2 separate regions of the Ovis aries genome follow, and region 2 is linked to region 1. A link is a contact called in public Hi-C data. All regions are on one chromosome and are shown on one strand. Each heading gives the region's core, a stretch centred on a gene start, on an enhancer-like site or on the middle of the called end of the contact. The rest is flanking DNA. Distances are from core to core; before and after follow the strand shown. Region 1 holds the start of LOC101102042 (voltage-dependent anion-selective channel protein 3-like). Region 2 holds the start of IRS1 (insulin receptor substrate 1).

Region 1 (2,619 bases), core at 77-2,576:
CTGATGCGAAACCAAAGATTCTACTACCATACAGAGACCAATATATTACAAGGTCATGAAACAGTGGTGTGGGACATGCAGGACGCGATGGACAACTGGAGGGGCGGGTCGTCTCCTCTGAACATGACCCTACACCATCGCTGAGGAACACATTGAAAATAACACTGCAGAACTGAACTGAAATGTGGCACGAAAGTGACAACTTCCAGGCATGCCTTCAAGCACCTCCCTTAGGATGGACTCGGTACCTAAGCTTCAGTGTGGGGAGGAGTACAATTCTTTGGAAGAATAAAAAGTTCACACTTTTGAAATTTCACAGAAGAATTTTAAGGCCAAAACATAGTGGGTTCACTTCTCTTCACCTCCAGGGACAAAGCTGATGCTTTATTCAAAACCACATTAAGCTTCTAGTTCAAATCCCAGACCGACCTTGTGCCCTCCTGCATTGAAGTTCTTTCCATCAGTTAGAGCTGACAGGGTCAGTTTCACTCCTGGTGGAAGGGTCTGAGTGTAACCCAGTCCAATCAGGTTGGCATTGTTTACTTTAGCAGAGAGAGAAGTTCTGCAGTCCAGCTTGTACTTAGCAGCGATGCCGAAGCGAGTGTTGTTACTGCCGGCTGTCCACGCGAGGTTTATCGACGTTTCAATCTTCTCATTCACCTTCTGGTAGATCGAGCCTCCAAACTCGGTGCCATCATTCACATGAGTGTGCAGCTGGAAGTCTGCAGCCTTGTAACCCAGGGCGAAATTATTCTGTGACAGTTTGGATTTGGCTGTGTCAAAACTCATCTGATAGCCAGCAAGCCAACCTTCAAAGGCCAACACAGCCCAGCCATAGATGGTTGGTCCTGAAAAATCTATATCAACATTACTGCCAAGACTGAAACAATCTCGTTTATATGAGGCCTTCAATTTCCCACTCTTCTTTCCTATGTTTGGTACAAATATGGTATCAAGAGTCAGTTTCAACCCTTCAGCCAACTTATTCTCCCAAGAGATTTCTGTCCCAAGAGTATTGTCTGTGTTCCACTTCTGGGTGAAGGTCAGTCCATGGTTACAGATCTTGTATTTGGTCTCTAGGTTGCCTGATGCTTTCCCTGTATCAGTGTAAGCACGACCAGAAGTAGAAAATTCCACTCCACTGCATGACTTGGTTCTCAGATCTATTTTGACCATGCCAAATCCATATCCTTTGTTGAAGACATCTTTGGCAGCCTTTCCTAGGTCACAGTAAATCGGTGTGTTACACATATCTCCGACTGGAGGGCCCGTCCGCTCCGCTAGGAGGAGCCTGTCCACTCCGCCAGGGCACCGCTGAAGGTCTTCTTCGGACCAACGCCGTCCGAGCCTGCGCGGCCCCACGCCCGCGGCGTCTGCGCGCCCCGAGCCCCGAACCCCGCGCCGCGGCTGCGCTGTAGAGTCGCGCCGGGGGCGCGCGCCGCTATATTTATTTCTGTAGTTTGCATTGTAATATCTTCTTTCTTATTTCTGAATTACTTGAGTCTTTTGTCTTTTCTTTCCTTCATTTAGTCAATTTTATTCACCTTTTACCTTTTTAAAAAACTGGTCTTAATTTTTTGATCTTTCTATTTTATTTATTTTTTGATTCTTATCTATTTCAGCTCTCATCTTTATTCCCTTCTTTCTTCTAACTTTGATTTCCAATTGCTCTTCTGTTCACAATACTGGAGATGTTAAGTTGCTTACTTGAGAACTTTATTTTTTTTTGTTACTGCGGACATTTATCACAAGTTTCTGTTTTAGAACTGCTTTTGCTTTGTCTTATAAGTTTTAATATGTTGTATTTCCATTTTCACTTTTTTGTGATTTTGAAAACTTTTCTTTTTAGATTTTTTAAAAAATTCGTTAATTACTTCACACATTTGTGAATTTTCAGGTGTTCCTCCTGTTACTGGTTTTTAGTTTTAAACTACTGTGGTCAGAAAAGATATATGGTGTGATCTCAGCCTTCTTATATTTGCTAGGATTTGTTTTGTGACTTGTCATATGATCTATCCTGGAGAATGTTCCAAGTTCACTGAGGAATAATGTGTATTCTTCTGTTGTTGGATGGAATGTTCTGTATGTGTCTGTTAGGTTCAGTTCGTGTAAAGTATAGTACAAGTTTAAAGTTTCTTAATTGACTTACTGTCTGGATAATCTATATATAGCTGAAAGTGGAGCATTGAAGTCCTCTACTATTACTGTATTGTATTGTTCTCTATTTCTCCCTTCAGATATGTCAGTATTTCCTTAATAGTTTTAAAATTTCTGATGTTGGATATGTTGTTGATGAATTTACCCTTGATCATCGTATAATAATCTTAGTCTCCTCTTATAAATTTGAGTTAAAGTCTATTATATCCATTGGGTCTATAGATACCCCTGTTCTCTTCTGGTTTATACTTGTATGAAGTATCTTTTTCCATCCCCTCACCTTGCACTTATATGTGTCTTTAAAGTTGAAGTGAGTCTCTTATAAACAGCATATAGCTAGCTATGTCTTGTTGTTATTGTTGTTGCTGTTCACTTGTTTTGTTTATTTTTTCCATTCAGCCATTCTGGTTTTTTTTCATTAGAAAATTCAAGTCATCTAAATTTACAATAAATATTGATAGG
Region 2 (2,619 bases), core at 71-2,570, 940 kb before region 1:
TAACCTCCTCCTTCCCTCCCCCAGTCGCTGCCCTTGGGCGTCCCTCTATTCTTTCGTGGTACTTCACTGCAGCAAATTCGGGGATTCCAAGGTGAAAGGCTGGCCCGGAAGTCCTTTAGTAAAACCTCACGAAAATACAGATAGCACCACGGCCTATCGCACTGAAACTGAAATCCAGCTTTTAGATTTCTAGGGAGGGAAGAAAAAAAAAGCCTTGACTAGAAACACTCTCTCCTGAGGGGCTGCTCTTACCTGTTAGGTAAGATCCAGCCCAGCTCTCGAGTCCCCTCCTCCCCGGGCCCTCCCACGCAGAGCCCAGTAGCCGCAGTGCCCCCCCGTCGCCCCCCACCCTCACTCCTGCGTCTTCCCGGGTTCGCCCCCCTCCCCCGTTTTCCCAGACTCCCCTCGTGCTTTCGGGGAGACACCCAAACACCCCCGCCCGCTCCCGCGGCGGGGATTCCTGCGGGCCGGGGGGCGCCCTGGGTGGCGCGCGAAGAGGCCGGCTCTGAGCCCAGGCGGCCGGCCGCGTAGGGGCGCTGCCCGAGCGCGGTGCCGAGGCCGGGCGCGGGCGCCTCTGCGGCACGGCCGGGGGGCGGAGAGGGGCGGGCGCGGGGCGGGCTCGGCCGGGAATGTAGAGACCCGGGCGGGAGCCTCCCGGCGGCGGCGGCGGCGGCCGGGCTGCGGAGCGCGGAGGCTCCGTCACGTGTTTTTTTCTCCTCCCGAGTGAGACGGCGGCGCGGTCGGCGCGCAGAGCCAGACGCCGCCGCTTGTTTTGGTTGGGGCTCTCGGCAACTCTTGGAGGAGGAGGAGGAGGGAGGAGGGGATAAGTAGCGGCAGCGCCTCCGGGGGAAGAGGCGTCTTCCCCCGACTCCTTCCCCAGCCTCCCCCTCGCACCCCCGACCCCCCCCTCTCCGCCTTCGCCTCCCGCCCTCGTCCCCTCCCCTCTTCCCCGGCCGACTGGAGCGAGGGGCAGGGATGAGCCTGTCCCTTCGGCGCGCCCCCAGCTCCCCAGGCTGCCTAGTCGCGTTTCGCGTGGAAAAGCCACTTTCTCCGCCCGCCGACATGGGCCCGATCGGGGGCTGCAGAGGACGCGTCCGCGGGCTGCGGCAGCAACAGCAACAGCCGCAGCGCCGCGGTCTCCGCGATTGAGCTGGTATTTGGGCGGCTGGTGGCGGCGGGGACGGTCGGGGGGTGGGAGGAGGCGGAGGAGGAGGCGAAGGAGGAGGAGGAGGAGGGAGAACCCCGTGCAACGTTGGGACTTGGCAGCTCGCCTCCCCCTGCCCAAGGATATTTAATTTGCCTCGGGAATCGCTACTTCCAGAGAGGAACTCCGGAGGGAAGGCGCGCGCGCGCGCCTGGAGGGGCCAGGCGAGGACCCACACACACACACACACCCCGCCCGCCCGCCCGGGCCGCCGCCTGCCAGCGCCGGACTCTGGCCCCGGCGGCGAGAGATGCATCTTAGCTTCTTCCCGACCGCGGCGGCTGAGAAGAGACTTGGCTCTCGGGGGATCCGGGCTGCACTCGCGCCGGACGCGTTGCCTCTCCCCCAGGGCATAAAACGCCAGTAAACTCGGGTCGGGGCTATCTCCTTGGCGCAGCTGCTGCGTCCTCCCTCGACCGCCCCTCCCCGGCGCAGAGGGCGGCGTGGATTTCGGAGTCGGGGTTTCTGCCTCCTCTAGCCCTGTTTGCATGTGCGGGGCCGCGGCTAGGAGCCTCCGCCCCCCACCCGGTTGTTTTTCAGCGCCTCCCTCTGCTCGGCGGCGGCGGCAGCATGGCGAGCCCTCCGGAGACGGACGGCTTCTCGGACGTGCGCAAGGTGGGCTACCTGCGCAAACCCAAGAGCATGCACAAGCGATTCTTCGTGCTGCGGGCGGCCAGCGAGGCTGGGGGTCCGGCGCGCCTCGAGTACTACGAGAACGAAAAGAAGTGGCGGCACAAGTCGAGCGCCCCCAAACGCTCGATCCCCCTGGAGAGCTGCTTCAACATCAACAAGCGGGCGGACTCCAAGAACAAGCACCTGGTGGCCCTCTACACCCGGGACGAGCACTTTGCCATCGCGGCAGACAGCGAGGCCGAGCAGGACAGCTGGTACCAGGCCCTCCTGCAGCTGCACAACCGTGCCAAGGGCCACCACGACGGGGCCGCGGCGCCTGGGGCGGGAGGCGGCGGGGGCAGCTGCAGTGGCAGCTCCGGCCTCGGGGAGGCCGGGGAGGACTTGAGCTACGGGGACGTGCCCCCAGGACCCGCCTTCAAGGAGGTCTGGCAGGTGATCCTGAAACCCAAGGGCCTGGGTCAGACAAAGAACCTGATTGGCATCTACCGCCTCTGCCTGACCAGCAAGACCATCAGCTTCGTGAAGCTGAACTCGGAGGCGGCGGCCGTGGTGCTGCAGCTGATGAACATCAGGCGCTGTGGCCACTCAGAGAACTTCTTCTTCATCGAAGTGGGCCGTTCCGCAGTGACGGGCCCGGGGGAGTTCTGGATGCAGGTGGACGACTCCGTGGTGGCCCAGAACATGCATGAGACAATCCTGGAGGCCATGCGGGCCATGAGCGATGAGTTCCGCCCTAGAAGCAAGAGCCAGTCCTCCTCCAACTGCTCCAACCCCATTAGTGT

Evidence for each region. Hi-C and Micro-C count contacts between places; a contact is called where the count stands out from the background.
Region 2: a contact with region 1 is called in a Hi-C map of muscle, with 5 times the contacts expected there. The contact joins the promoter of IRS1 here to the promoter of LOC101102042 in region 1. A contact is called at or near these places in 3 of 16 Hi-C or Micro-C datasets (hypothalamus, muscle and skin fibroblasts).

What each region holds. Positions count from the first base shown.
Region 1 is chr2:228,139,513-228,142,131 of ARS-UI_Ramb_v3.0, reverse strand. LOC101102042 (voltage-dependent anion-selective channel protein 3-like) reads right to left here and starts at 1,326. Exons shown (of 1, transcript XM_042244321.2): 1 at 304-1,326. The coding sequence starts at 1,251. The coding sequence ends at 400.
Region 2 is chr2:229,076,487-229,079,105 of ARS-UI_Ramb_v3.0, reverse strand. It overlaps IRS1 (insulin receptor substrate 1), which reads left to right and starts at 1,320. Exons shown (of 2, transcript XM_015093559.4): 1 at 1,320-2,619. The coding sequence starts at 1,775.